Regions from separate parts of the Delphinus delphis genome. Here region 2 is linked to region 1. The links are chromatin contacts, called in public Hi-C maps. All regions are on one chromosome and are shown on one strand. The core of a region is the stretch at or near the end of the contact, and the rest is flanking DNA. Distances in the headings are between cores, read along the strand shown. Region 1 holds the start of CCDC71 (coiled-coil domain containing 71). Region 2 holds the start of NICN1 (nicolin 1, tubulin polyglutamylase complex subunit).

Region 1 (7,647 bases), core at 2,887-5,386:
GGCTCCGGCGGGGCTCCGGCTCTTCTCCGGCGCGGGGCGGGGCTGGACAGGGTCCGCCCCTCGTCCCCCCTCCCGACTCGGGAAAACCTCCCCCCTGCTTTAACCCCGCACCTGCCGTGGCCGGAGCAGGGCGCGCCGACCCATGGTCACACGGAAACCGGTGAACAGACAGACGGACATGTGGACGCTGAGCCTGCCCAGGATTTGGGGTCCGACCTCGGACTGGGGGAGAAAGGAAGAAGCGGTGGGCCGCACGACACGTGTATGGTGGGGGCCGTTCTCAGCAGGACCCAGCCTGCGAGCACCGGCGAAGGGGCGGGCCAGCAGAACCTGGGGGCTTGAGAAGCGGGCGCCTGCCCACCACCGCTGCGCTCCGAAGAGCCCACGACAGGCTTCGCGGCGGCGCCCCCTGGAGGCCTCTTAGGGTATGTCCTGGGCCTTTGGTGGGGTCGCCCTTCCCCAAGCACTGATGAGGGCACAGAACAGGTTCTGTGGTGCACATTGAGGGTAGCAGAGGGTGGAGGAGCAGAAAGTGCCAGCCCCCGTACTTGACAGGCCCTTCCACAGGCATGGGTGGGGGCAATTTTTGTGGGGGAGGGTAACAGAGCAGGTGATGAAGAGTCAGAGGCCAGGGGACCTCCCAGGCAGGTCACTCTGGGCTTATTCTGCAGGGCCTGAGGCCTGGGCTACTCTGGGACCCAAGGCACTTTGTGACTGTCCATCTTCAGGGTCCTGGGCCTGCCTCTAGCCAACTCCGGGGTCAGGCAAGAACAAGTTGGTGTGACAGAGGCAGACCTACCTCAGACCCAGACCCTGGCCCATCCTATCTTCTGAGCATCAAGAGTACTGGCTAAGTCTGTGAGCTAGGGGCCCATTTGTACAGGTCAGTGGTCACCTATGAGAAGAAGTCCTCGTGATTGTGTTTGCTACCATTTGTCCCTCTTTCATGGACAGCGTCTGCCTCACTTTCTCCAGAAGCACACCAGGAGACTGAGATACAAGTGCATATAGTTAATGTGGGAGATGAGGACAAGAAGCACCAGTAGAGGAGTGGCAAGAAGACAGGGAAAGCAGCCAATAAAGGGGTGTGTCATCAAACAAGTTCCCACTGTGAGCAACAAGGACCAAATCCTGCTGGGGACTCTGGGAGCCATTGTAGAACATGGGCCTCACATTATTGTTCCCATCAGAGCAAGGGAATGCTAAGGTATTCATTCTCAAATCTCCATCAGTCATGGGTTGAGAGCAACTTGGAGACATGAATACCCTAGCCTGCCTGACTTCTGGCCAGCCTAGAGTGTGGGCAGAGCATTCTGACCAGAGAGAGAGTCTTCAGTCCCTTTCAGGGGCTGGCAGATGGAGTTGGACGGCCCGCATGGAAATGGTGCCAAGGCTGGTTGCAGATCCTGGCTAGAAGGCTTTCATCCTCCCACTCCACTCTGCCCCCAACATGCTCCTCAGTTAGGCCAGTCACTGGTACCTTCCTCCATAGGGTATTCACACTGTCCTGCAGACCCCCTCACACTTCCCACTGTTCCCTTTCCAGGCCCCTTCCCCTCTCCTTTCCAGTAATTAAGCACATAAAAGCCTCCTGCCTTTAGATACCTCCCAGCACCCCAAGTCCTTCCATTGTTCCCTTCCTTCCAGTCAAACTCTTGAAGTCATCTTCTCTCACAGTTTCCATTGCCTTGGTGTTGGCCATCTTATAACTGCTACCACTGCTCCCCAAAACTTGGTATTGCCAAAGTCACCATGGAACACCATATAGCTAAAATGGGGCAGGGTGGGGCGGCTATCATCTTTTTCTCAACTGAAATCTTTCTGGCCTCTTCAAAGCCTCACCCACCCTTGTGACCTTGGCTTCCTCCTGCTGCTTGTCCTGCCCCTCGGAGGCTTTTACAGGCTCTGCTTCCTCTCCTTCCCCAGGAAGTGCCTCCTCAAGACCCAGCCTTGGCTTTTCTCCCTGGCACATAGACTCCCTCCTGGGGTGATCTCTCCAAGGCCACTGGCCTCACTCACATCTAGATCTTCACCAGATCTCTCTGCTCAGGTGGATATGGGTCTAGGGTCCATCACTAAGGGATATAAAAGATGCCAAATAGAGAGGAAGGGCTGGATCCTGGGACGGCCCTGTGGTCTCTCCAACCTCATCTCATCTGATCCCAGTTATGCCTGGGATGGTCAGCATCCACCAAAGTCCAGGTCAAGTCAGACTTGGCCCTGATTAATGATCCCAGAGAGTTCCATCTGGGACATTCTGGGTACCAAGAGGCAAAAGGATCAGCCTCCCCTCAGGAAGCTAGGTACCCCAGACCATTTCCCTGAACCCATATCATCCCCACAGTTCTAATGTGTGGAAGGGACACAGACTAGGGATGGACCTACCTTTTTTTGTCTTCCACTTTGCGCTGACCTCTAGGCTGGATATCACCAGAGAGGTATCCTCTTTCCAGGACACACCTAGGCCCATGTCATCCCTGGAGGCTGGACTCTGCTTCTTCATGGAAGTGGCTTCTGTTTACACAGGCCTGGCCCCACCTGCACATGGGGGGCCAACACTGCTGGCTTTAGAGAAGCTATAGAAGACAACTTGGGCAGAAGATGAGGCTGGATTGGTCCTAAGAGTGAACAACTAATCCTCAACCATGGATGGGGCAGAGATGGGGCTCACCCTCAGTTGGGGACTGGGAGTGCTAAGGTGGGACTTCCTGATTGCAACCCCGAGACCCTGGCCCTTGAGACCCCATCCTTCCCTTCTCTCTACCAATACAAGAGGCCAGAAGCATTGACCCCAGAGGACCAGGAGAGTTTGCATTTCCTGCTGGATATCTTGGCTATGCTTAAAGGCACTGAGGACCCCACCATCAGGGCTGAGGCCCTGAGAAGCTCAGGTGCACAAGGTGAGGCCTAGGGTGGGGTGAGTGTTTCTCTCTAGGGGTGCCCAGACCCCTCTGTAGAGGCAGGGAAGCATAGATCAGGTAGAGGATCCTGGGGTTTTATGGGGAGTGAGGAGGGCTATCAACCAGTCCCCAAATGAAGCATCCAGTCACACTCTGTGACTGCCCATAGGCTTCCACCTGCCCCCCAGCTACCAAATTTACACCACTGTACATGTCAGGTCCAAGAGTTATGACAATATTTTTGCCTCTTAGCTCAGGCTCTGACCCAAGTACAGATGCCCCCACCATCTCATCCATGAAACCAGGACTTCCAGGTTGACTCCCAACCTGGAGTTGGGGGCCCTTGACCAAGAAGTGCCTTTGGTCAGAGCAATAGAGACCATTCTGACCCTTTAGACTCCTAAGGTTAATTTTTACCTATGTTCTCTCATCTGATGCTGCTTGGGTAGTGAGCCCTGTAACCGTCACCCCTCTGCTGGCCCCAGGGTACATGTGGAAAGACTGTACAGGTGGAAAGAAGTCCCAATCTCTTAGGCCAAAAAAGCAGGGATTTGGGGAAGAGTTAAGACTTTAGGGAGGGCTTTCTACCACTGAGGGAGCTAAGGCTGGACCAGGGTCCTCCCACCACACCTGTGGGCATGCTCCTAAGCAAGTACACTCAGGCCCACACTGGTATGCTGGGACTCTCAGATTGGACATGCCCAGCTTTGAGCTTATTTGCCACAAATGTGTGCAAACCAGCCTTTCATACCACATGCAGTGAGCCCACTCTCAGGAACAGGGGAAGGCCTGCTGCCCTCAGAGGAGGTACAAAGAGGCTCCCGAGGGACACTCTCAGGCAGGGCGCACTCCTCTTTCACCCTCTGTTCAGGCACCTGGGACAGAGGTGGGCCTTGCCAGTGGCTGCGGGAGGACTAAAAGGGTGAAGGATAGCTTGGACCTTGCCAAAAATCCCTCCCACATGTCGTTCCACCATCAAGCCCCTCAGAGAAGGTGTCAGACGAGCCCCTAATCCAATGCTAGTCTGGTGCAGTCTTGCCTGGGGCAGCGGCCGAAAGCGCCTCTGCCCCTCACACCCCTGCACAGGTCCGCAAGGGTTTAGAGCGGTCCCCTCTGCCACCTCCTCCAGGAAGTCTTCTCTGGTTTCCGCTTGTCCAGCCCCCAGACTTTGGGGGAAACGGGGTCTCGGGGGGTCAAGGGTCACTAGGGCGGGCCAGGTCCCGGAAGCGGAAGCGCGGCGCACTTCCGGTGCGCAGCAGGCGGCCATGTTGGAGCAGCGGAGGCGGCGCAGAGGCGCGTCCAGGGTCCCCGCGGCGGCGCCGGTAGGTTGGGGCCGTGGGCCTAGCCACGCCGCGGAGGGGTCGTCCGCGAGGCGGCAGGGTGGATGGGCCGGGTGGCCGGCTCCTTCGGGACCAGCGCCCTCCGCCGGCCCGGCCGAGACCCCCAACCCCCACCCCGTGCCCAAAGACCCCACCCTGGGGCTGTGCGACCCCGTCGCGCTCTCACCGCCTGTCCTGTGCATTTCGCTTCCTCTAAGGCCCCCCGCTCCTACCGTCGGCTTGGGTCTCAGGGACGCGGACTCCCAGCCTGAGGGCCCTGATCTGCCCCCGCCCCAGTTTCGCTTGGTTAGGGCCGCTCCCGTCCTGCATCTTTTCATCAGCTTCCCCGGCCTGCCCCGGGGACACTTGTGAAGGGAAGTCAGGGGTCGGGCTGCAGTCTCTGTTTTCCGGAGCCTCTTGGAAAGCCCAGGAGACCCCTCCCAAGGGCCCAGGCCGACCTGAGCGGAAGAGCCCCCAGTTCACCCCCAATATCTGTGCCTGGAGGTAACAGGTCTCTCCTTATTGTACAGTTCACAGCCCTGGGAACTACACCCCTTGGGAAAAAAGAGAACTAAAGTCATGTGTAAGGACTGTACTTGGAGAATGGCCTCTGGAGAGGGGAAGTGCCCGAGACACCTGAGGATCCAAGAATGTTTCCAAACAAAGAGCCCCAGGGCACTTCCTCCAGGGAATTCTGAAAACTTCTGCTCCACTAGGGGGAGGAAGAAGCTGCACAGACTCACCTCTTGGCCCCAGAGACTTGCCTGATCCCAGCTGATCTTTTAATTCTCCTGTGCAGCTGCGGAGCTGTCTCTGGGACCCCTCAGTGATGGGTTAGACCAGATGTTAGTCATGATTGACGGCCTACAGCTTTTAAAGAGAAGCCTGGGACAACTTGGGTCTTCCCAGACAGCTCTAAATGGGCTGTACCAAAGTCTTCTTCCAAGCCCTAGTTAGGACAGTTCAGATCTCTAGGGTCCACTTTATTAACCATCTTACTCGGAGTCATTGGCTCCCAGACCTTGGGCTCTTGGTCTGGCTGCCTGGCGCCAGGCTGCCTGATTGCCTAGAGATGTATTATTAGTACCTGCTACTCATCTTTTTAGTTTCTGTTGAAGGAGAGTCTGGCTTTTTCCCTGGGGTTGGTCTCCATGGCTCTAGTGCTAGGAATTGGACCTCTGAGTGGACTGTCTGGGAACTCTGAAAGCAGAACTTCTGGTGGGCAGGGAGGTCCACCCCTGGGCACCTGAACAGCAGCAGCTGTAGGAACAGAGATCGTCATGGACTTTGGATGTAAGTCTGGGCCCTTTGGCCAGCATTCAAGGAACATTCAAAGCTTGTATTACCCTGCTGTCCCCTGTTTTTCCAGCTAGACCTCCCAGCCCTGACCACAGATTCCAGTCACACCAAGTTTGCCTTACTCTTTCTCACTTTGGAGCCATTGCATTGGCTGTTGCCCTTTTTGCTCCATCTCCATCTGGTCCTTTCCTATTCATCATTCATGTCCCACATGAATATTCCTCTCCCGGGAATCCTTCCCTTACCCATTGGCAAGCTGAGCTGTGTGCCAGTGTGCATTCCCAAGAACCTTGAGGGTATCTCTATCTTGCCTTCTGTACAGGGCTCCTGGAAGACAGAGATATTTGCCTGTATTCCCAGTGTTGAGTCTAATACTAGGAATTTGGCCAAGCCCAGATCTTTCCAGGGGCCCGTCAGCGGGTTGGATGGCTCTGATGAGCTTATGGGCATGTATCCTGAAGAAGCTGCCTCTGACCCATATGAGTCCCCCACCTCTACCCCCCAACCCTCCACCGTGATAGGTGGAGAAGACCAGGGTTTTGCCCCAAGGAGTGGCTCACTCTGGCCAGGCCCCTCTGTGTCAATAGATGTTATTGTGAAGATTGCTGGCCCTGATTGACCTATCTACCTGTCCTGGCCCCTGTCTCGGTGCTGTTCTTATTGACTCTTCCTTTTGCCTTGGAGGTGCCAAGCGCTGGTTTGCGGATACCCAGGCAGATCTGCAGTGCCTAATGCCATGAGCGTGGTGGTGCAGCATGTGGAGGAGAAAGCTGTGCACTCCTGGTCGCGGATCTCCACGGCAGGGAAGAAGGCCCTGGAGGAAGCGCTGCTTGTCTTTAACCCCATGAGCCAGGATCTCAGTGCCACTGAGGCCCAGCTTGTGGCCTTCCTGCAGGGCCTGCGGGATGATGGCTTCCAACCTACCATCCTGCGCAGCGGTGATGTCTATGGCTATAGTTCGTGCACAGCCAACCCCCCAAGCCAGACAAAGCTTCAAGCTCGTGCCCCCACCCCAGCTGCCACATCACCTCCAGCCAGTGCTCCCCGAACTGCCATGCGGCTGCCTGCAGGCCGGGCCACGCTGCTCCCCATGCCACTGTCTGGCAGGTTGGCCAAAGCATCCACACCAGCCCTCGCCAAGCATGCCACCACCAACCTGCTACTGAGCTCCCTGAAGCAGTCAAGTGCCAGCCGTGCCCGGGGTGCAGCAGTGGGCTTTCCCACCCACCTCTATCCAGGTGTCTACCCTGCCATGCGGCTCTCCGTTGTCCTTGAGGCCCTGGTTCCACTCAAGACTCCCATGCCCTGCTTGGGTGCCAAGCACAAGGCACAGTCACTGCAGCTCTCACTTGCAGACTCTCCCTTGAAGCTGCGGAAAGGTCCAGGGAAGAGGCTGGGGAATTCCCAGCCCAAAGCTCCCAGAAAAGCCACAAGCAAGGGCTCCAAGTGTCTGACTCGAAGAGGCCCCAGAGCTGGACCCCGACAAGGCACTGGGCCCCAGAGCAAGATTTACAAAGCCTCTGGTTCCCTCAGTGGCCCACGAATGAAAGGTGGCTGTGCTCTGGGCACCAAAACAGCCCAGGCCAAAGCTTCCCGTGCCCAGGCCAAGGTGGCTCGAACACAAGCCAAAGCTGCCAAGGCCCGGGCAGAAGCCAAGGCAGCACGGATCAAGGCCAAGGCCAAAGCCAAGGCAGTGCGGGCCAAGGCTAAGGCCAAGGCAGTGCAGGCCAGGGCCAAGGCCAGGGCAGTGCGGGCCAAGGCCAAGGCAGTGCGGGCCAGGGCCAAGGCCAAGGCAGTGCGGGCCAGGGCCAAGGCCAAGGCAGTGCGGGCCAGGGCCAAGGTGGCTCGGACCCAGCCCAGGGGCAGGGGCAGGCCAAAAAGGTCTGTTCAGGCCAGGACTGCAAGGAGGGGCCGGAAAAGCTGCCCTGAGCCTGTGGGACAGAAGAGGAAAAGGACTGAGGAGACAAAGGATCTTCCTCCCCAGAAGAGAACACGGCTTGGGCCCCAATCCCCTAAGGTATGGCTAGGACCTGGAACGGCAAAGCTGCTGCAATTCCGGGCCATCAAGGTGGACAGGCAGTCCTCAGATGATGAGGTGCGGCAGCAGGCTCAACGGATCCTCCGTGTGA
Region 2 (7,647 bases), core at 2,544-5,043, 200 kb before region 1:
TTTTAAAAAAAATTTTTAAATTTAATCTATCTATCTATTTATTTATTTATGGCTGCATTGGGTCTTCGTTGCTGCGCATGGGCTTTCTCTAGTTGCGAGGAGCGTGGGCTACTTTTAGTTGCGGTGCATGGGTTTCCCATTGTGGTGGCTTCTCTTGTTGAGGAGCACGGGCTCTAGGCACACGAGCTTCAGTAGCTGTGGCACGCAGCCTTCAGTAGTTGTAGCTCACGGGCTCTAGAGTGCAGCCTCAGTAGTTGTGGCGCTCAGGCTTAGTTGCTCTGCAGCATGTGGGATCTTCCCGGACCAGGGCTCGAACCCAGGTACCCTGCATTGGCAGGCGGATTCTTAACCACTGCGCCACCAGGGAAGCCCCACCACCCACTTTTTGATACTTATGGTCAGCCTTGGAACTATCATGGCTCTGTGGGTGTGTCAGTTAGCTTACTGATGTGTTACAATGAGTTGTATACTGACGCTCAAGGTCTAGTGGAAGTTGACTTGTCTGCCATCTTGGACCCATTTGGTTCTAATCAGTTTATGTTATGTCCTCGGGCTATGTCATTCTTTCAAAGGTTGTGCCCTGCACCCTTCCCTCCTGTTTCAATATTGAGACTCATCTGCAATGAGGGGCCACATGGGTCTGTGTCTGCTCTCAGAGCTGAGGCCTGAAGACCAAAACCTGTCTGTATCCACCTGATTCTCAGGAGGGCTATAGTCCTCTGGGATTTAGGGAAACCTCTGCTCCAGTATGGGGGGGGTGGCTCCCTAAAAGAGAAACCCTCAGGAATCTGGAGGGACCCAGGCAATGAATCATTAGTCTGAGTCAAAATGGAGATAGCGGGCTTCCTGGTGGCACAGTGGTTAAGAACCCTCCTGCCCTTGAGAACACAGTGAGGGGGAAGTAAACTGGGACGAAGTGAGATAGTGGCATTGACATATATACACTACCAAATGTAAAATAGATAGCTAATGGGAAGCAGCCACATAGCACAGGGAAATCAGCTTGGTGCTTTGTGACCACCTAGAGGGGTGGGATAGGGAGGGTGGGAGGGAGATGCAAGAGGGAGGGGATATGGAGATATATGTATATGTATAGCTGATTCACTTTGCTGTACATCAGAAACTAACACAACGTTGTAAAGCAATTATACTCCAATAAAGATGTCAGAAAAAAAAAAAAGAATCTGTCTGCCAGTGCAGGAGACACATGTTCGAGCCCTGGTCCAGGACGATCCCACATGCCCCAGAGCAACTAAGCCTGTGTGCCACAACTACTGAGCCTGCGCTCTAGAACCCATGAGCCACAACTACTGAGCCCGCGTGCCACAACTACTGAAGCCTGTGCGCCCAGAGCCTGTGCTCTGCAACAAGAGAAGCCACCGCAATGAGAAGCCCATGCACTGCAACGAAGAGTAGCGCCTGCTTGCCGCAACTAGAGAAAAGCCCGCACGCAGTAATGAAGACCCAATGCAGCCAAAAATAAAAAATTTATTAAAAAACAAAAAGCAAAAAACAAAATGGAGATAACAATGACCAGTCCAGAAGCCACAGGTTACAAATCATGATGAGACAGGGAAAGTTTTCTGTCACTGGAGGTCTCCAGGTCTGGGCTGGGAAGGCTTAGCTCCTCCAGGCTGTTCCTTGGGCTGGCTTGGAATCCTGGTTTTGTGTCTGTTTGATGTCACATTATGAGAATCCTATGAGCTACACTGGGCCTGTGTCTCTGGAGCCCCTCACACAGAGAAGGCACAGGTCACCGAAGATGACTGTTGCCTGGAGGGTTCTGACCTATGAGGTAGGAGTCCAAAAGAGGCTCTGTTTCCAGCTCTACTTCATATTGCTTTCTTGGCTTGGGAAATCACTGGCCCACATCTGGCCTCAGCTTTGTTATCCATAAAACAGGCTTAACTGACAATTTCTGAGGTATTGTTTCCACAAGTATCTGGAAGGATGATGATGATAATAAATATGATGTTTAATTTTTTTCTTTAAAAATCATGTTTATTGAGGAATAATTTATTTTGTTTTATTATTTTTTAATTTCTTTATTGAGGGGTGTGTGTGTGTATATATATATATATTTTTTTTTTTTACCAATTTTTATTTACTTATTTATTTTGTCCGCTCTGTGCGGCCTCTGAGATCCTAATTCCCTGACCAGGGATTGAACCCATGCCCTCAGCAATGAAAGCACAGAGTCCTAACCACTGGACTGCCAGGGAATTCCCAATTGAGGTATAATTTAGATACAATAAAATGCACATATCTTAAGCATTGTTTAATGAATTTTGACAAATGTCTAGACAAATATAACTACCAGCCTATCACATCATAGAACCTTTCTGTCACCCCAAAATATTCCCCTGTACTTCTTCACAGTCACCCTTGGCACCAGGGAAAACTGTTCTGATTTATATTACTCTATATTACTCTATATTAGTTTTGACTTTTCTAGAATTTCATGTAACTGGAACCACACCATATGAACTCACTTGGGTCTGACTTCTTTTGCTTAACATAGTGCATTTGAAATCCAGTGTTGGTATTGTGTATGTCAGTTGTTCATTTGTTTGTTTTTTATTGTGGTAAAACATACATGACATAAAATTTACCATTTACTCATTTTAAGTGTATATATCATTCATTGGCCTTAAGTACATTCATAGTGCTTTGTAATCATCACCACTATTTCCAGATTTTTTTTTCATTCATTCTGAACTGAAACTCTGTACTTGTCAAACAATAACTCTCTACTTCCCCCTCCCCAGACCCTGGCAACCTCTATTCAACTTTCTGTCTCAATGAATTTGCCTCTTCTAGGTACCTCACATTAGTGGAATCATATAATATTTGTTCTTCTATGTCTGGCTTTTTTCACTAAGTGTAATATTTTCAATGTTTATCCTTGTTGAAGCATGTGCCAGGATTTCATTCCTTTTTAAGGCTGAATAATTTCATTTTGTGTAATTACACTTTGTTTACCCATTCATCTATTGATAGCCTGTGGATTCATTCATTTCTTTTTACTGTTGAGTAGTATTTCATTGTGTGGATACACCACAACTAGCTAATCTGTTCATTTGTTCATCTGTTGGACACCTAGATTATTTCCAAATTTTGGCTATTACGAATAAAGTCCTTGGATGGACATATGCTTTCATTTCTCTTGGGTAAATACTTAGGAGTGCAATGGCTGGATCATGTTTTAAGTATAAATTTAGTTCTTAAAGAATGGCCAAACTGCTTTTCAAAGTGGCAGGAAATTATCAACGCATGAGCGTTCCACAGTTTTGTCAGTTTTTAATTTTAGTCTGTTTAGTGGATGTGTGGGGTTCTAATTTGTATTTCCTTGATGAATAATAATGTTAAGCATCTTTTCATGGGCATAATGGCTATTTATCTTTTCTTGTGAGTTATCTCTTCAAATCCTTCGCGTACGTAAAAAAAGGCTTAATATCTATTTTTGCAACCAGTGTCGTCCAGACACTATGCTCATTCACGGTCATGGCTTTATGCGCTTTAACTGACGCCCGCCCTGCACAGAGGAAGTAACCGACTGAGACTTCAGGGAACCTATAAGGCTCAGCACTAACTGGATGCAGAACGGCTAGGCCGTTTCTGGGCATGGTCCCTGGTGGCTCTCTAAGGCACGCTCGGTGATTGGCTGAAGGAGCACTTCCGCAGGCACTTCCGAATCCGGGCCCGCCCCGAGCATCGGTGATTGGCTGGGATGGCCGAGCGCGAGCCCTCTCGGGAGTTGTAGTTCTTGGGGCCCGGCTGGGGACGCCGGGAAAGACCATTGGTCTTACTTGGTCGCGGCCGCTGCCACCATGTCCCGCGTGTCGGTCCCTTGTCATGTGAAAGGTACCGTGGCCCTGCAGGTGGGCGACGTGCGGACCTCCCAAGGCCGGCCTGGCGTGCTGGTCATCGATGTCACCTTCCCCAGCGTCGCGCCCTTCGAGGTGAGCAAGCAAGTGGGCGCGACCGGGGCTCCTGGGCGGGGCTTATCTGGGAACTCGGGCGTGTCCCAGCCATTTAATCGTTTACTGAAAGCCTCTGCAGTACCTCGCCCAAATGAATCAGTTAAACATTTATTTATTCCTTCAGTTAACACACAGTTACTAGAATGCAGCTTCCTCTTCTGTTCTCTTCAACGTCTCTCCCCAATGCCCAGAATGGCGCTGACACGGAAGTGCCGAGATAGTAGGCTAGGTGCTGGAAATACAGTTTTGAACCTAATAGAGGTGAGAGGTCGTTTTGTCCCTGGCCACTGACTGGGTATCATTAGACAATGAGTTACCCCCAAACCTGCCTCCTGCCCATTCCTACAGTCCCTGCTGGAGGTCAGGTTCAAATCATCCCTCATCAGGGTCTTCCCAGTGGCTCCAGTTTCCAGTCTCCAGTTGCCCTTCCACATCTGCTGGCAGGGTGACTGGACACTGCAAGACCTCAACACAGAGGACAGAGTCCACTTTCTAATGGCCTGGCATTCAGAGCCACTCTGTGTCTTTGCCCTACTTGCCTCTCGGCCCCAGGCATTTTGTCCTGTAGTGTGTGGTTCTACCCCAAGCTGTTGCTTACTCTAAGCTGGGAGACTTCATTACAGGGCCCAACCCTGGAAATCTGATTCAGTAGGTCTGGGTGGAGCCTGTACACTTATATTAAAAAAAATTTTTTTTTCCTTGAGTAATTCTGTTTTGTTGCTGTTGTTTTGGGGTTTTTTGGCCTCACCACGGTGGGATCTTAGTTCCCCGACCAGGGATCGAACCCTGCGTCCTGGCAGTGAAAGCACCGAGTCCTAACCACTGGACCACCAGGGAATTCCCTCCTTGAGTAATTCTGATGAGTATCCAGTGATGAGAACTGCTTTAGCTAGGCTGAACCACTCTCTGTTCCAGGGGTATGCCAGGTCCTGTCACCCCTTGGTGTTCCTTTGTTTATGCTACTTTACAGTTTCTACCTTTCATGGTCCACTTGATGAACTCATCTGTACATTTTCTGATTCATCTAGAGTTAGGGCTCTGACCACTCCCAGCATCTTGGACATGCAGCAAGATCCGAGGTCATGGTTTGCATGACATGCTCATTTAGACTGTGAGTTCTAGGAAGGCAAAATCTCTTTGGGCCCCAGTGGATTCTTGTTGATATTGTTAGATTGGTAGAAGAGTACATTCCTAAGTGGAGGAAGAGATGGTGCTTTTGAACCCATCAGGCCCGGGGCCTAGGTGTGATTTGTTGTGGTGGGTTGTGTGTGCCCTAGTTGCAGGAGATCATGTTTAAGAATTACTACACAGCCTTTCTGACCATCCGTGTTCGCCAGCACACCTCAACACACACTCCAGCCAAGTGGGTGACCTGTCTTCGGGACTACTGCCTGATGCCTGACCCACACAGTGAGGAGGGAGCTCAGGAGTATGTATCGCTGTTCAAGCACCAGGTCAGCTGGGACTCAGCATGGCCAGGGCAGCCCAGATGAGGGCTCACAAGAGGCCTGGGGATTGGGCCAGGATACCATGAGGGAAGAGGGGCAGGCAAGGTTGGCCTGAATTGTGGTTCTTGGGCAAGTGCCTTGGAGGAACTACTGTTTCCTTCTCAAAGGCCTGGGGAGGAAGCACCTTGGCTCATTGCTGGTTGGCTCCTGGGCAGTGAGCTGGGACCTCGGTGGGTCCTTGTGTGTATGTGTCAGATGCTGTGTGACATGGGCAAAGTACTGGAACTACGCCTGATTCTGCGACAGCCATCACCACTGTGGTTGTCTTTCACGGTGGAGGAGCTGCAGATCTACAAACAGGGACCAAAGGTAAGTGACTAGCTCAGAGCTGTTTGCTGGCCCTTTCTCCAGGAGGCTCCTAGCTATGGCTGGGAGGCCTGGGGGTACAGGTGGGAGTGGATAGGTAAGGATGGGGAGACTCAGAAGGAGTCCTTCATGGAAGTTAGCCAGGTGGGAATGCTGGAAGTTCATGATAAGAGGTGAGGCCACGTCCCCATATCCCCTGACCTTTGGGGCTACCTGCCTTTTTCAGATCTGGAACATTCAGGTACCCAGATATACTTCTGCTCCTTGTCTTCGTGGGGCTTCCTTCTGCATAGCAGAAGAGCTTAGGTAGTCTTCTGCCCCTGGGACCTAAACGGGATTTTCCCAGTTTCTGGGGCTCAGGGGCCCTTCTCTCTGCCTTCAGGACCTTGGGATCTGGTTCCAGGTCTCTCCTACTCTGCCCGCCTCAGGGCAGTATGCCTTTGCTTTGCAGAGCCCTTCCATGACCTTCCCCAAGTGGCTCTCGCACCCAGTGCCTTGTGAGCAGCCTGCTCCCCTTCTTGAGGTAAGCCCTTACCCTGGCTAAGAACCATGTGCGAACAGCTCTGGTGTCCAGCACAGGCCCAAGGGGACCCCTTTCTGCAAGAATCTGGGGCTGGACCCAGGGACCTTCGTTCACTCTGTGCACCTTCCTCCTGGGATTTGAGGCATCTCTGTGTGGGGCCGGGCCACCTACTCCACATCAGGCCCCATCCTCATGTTTCACAAGTCATCTGGGAATGTCAGCTGGAGGGCCCCATAGCCCAACTTGGCCTATCTGGAGTTATAAGGGCACTGCTGGGGAGAGACCCATGGCCACTGACCCCTCCTTCTGGAGCAGGGTCTCCCAGACCCCAGCAGGGTATCATCCGAGGTACAGCAGATGTGGGCGCTGACAGAGATGATCCGGGCCAGTCATACCTCCACAAGGATCGGCCGCTTTGATGTGAGTGATCGCTTCCCTCTGCTTGGCTCCCGTTGGCCTGAATGGATCAGATCTGATGGTCTTTTGTGTTGCAGGTGGATGGCTGTTATGACCTGAACTTGCTCTCCTACACTTGAGCTGTGGCCCTTAGTCAAGACGTTGGCCTTCCGTGCCCATCCAGGCCCAGCTTGGGCCATCAGAGGCTGAAGTGCTGTCCCTGTGCATTCCGAGTGTTGCCTGCATGCGCATTCTGTCAGGACCACGTTCACAGAGTCAAGATTCTTGGGGGCTCACTGTGTTGCTTTAGCATGAACTCCTGGAGGGGATACACTCTGTCCTCACCTGACTGCAACCCAAACCTCCTCCTTCGCCCTCCCTAAAAACACTCCAGTTCTATTCCTAAGAATCCCCCTGTGCCCTCTGTCTCCCATGCCAACATGAACATTCCTGTCTTCTGCCTGCTCCCTCACCCTGAGTGTAGTAGGCTGGGGTAACCTACTAGAACCTGCTCTGTCTAGCCTTGGAAGACTGCTATAACTTGGCAGTCGTAGTTTGGAAGCTTGAAGGAGAAACAGGAGCCGCGTTTTGCCTTCTGCGCCCCCTAATGGTCTTCTTTCCCTTTGTATTATGCCCACAAAAAGAAAATTCCTATCTAAACTCTTCTGCTGCTTGCCTAGGGAGCCACACAAAGCTGGGAATTTGGGCAGCCTGAGTCCCTTGGTGCCTGAGTTGGCTCCTGGATGTGTGTTCAAATGGGTCTGCCCCCATGCATCGGGTCTGGGCGGGTGCCCTGGGCAAGGCTGGGGCCTGAAAATGAGTCCTGGGACCTGTCTGCCATCTGACAGAGCCCAAAGCGCATCTTGTCCCTCTTCCAGTTGCCCCCATCTAAGAGCCACGCTCAGTGTGATGAGAGATCAACCTCGGTGGT

Evidence for each region. A called contact is a pair of places that touch in the nucleus more often than the background predicts.
Region 2: a contact with region 1 is called in a Hi-C map of muscle, with 4 times the contacts expected there. The contact joins the promoter of NICN1 here to the promoter of CCDC71 in region 1. A contact is called at or near these places in 2 of 3 Hi-C or Micro-C datasets (lung and muscle).

What each region holds. Positions count from the first base shown.
Region 1 is chr10:65,205,037-65,212,683 of mDelDel1.2, reverse strand. It overlaps CCDC71 (coiled-coil domain containing 71), which reads left to right and starts at 4,136. Exons shown (of 2, transcript XM_060021440.1): 1 at 4,136-4,222; 2 at 6,203-7,647. The coding sequence starts at 6,255. It overlaps KLHDC8B (kelch domain containing 8B), which reads right to left and starts at 359. Exons shown (of 6, transcript XM_060021441.1): 1 at 1-359.
Region 2 is chr10:65,402,965-65,410,611 of mDelDel1.2, reverse strand. It overlaps NICN1 (nicolin 1, tubulin polyglutamylase complex subunit), which reads left to right and starts at 3,793. Exons shown (of 6, transcript XM_060022494.1): 1 at 3,793-3,962; 2 at 5,321-5,437; 3 at 5,687-5,800; 4 at 6,249-6,320; 5 at 6,636-6,740; 6 at 6,815-7,647. The coding sequence starts at 3,831. The coding sequence ends at 6,856.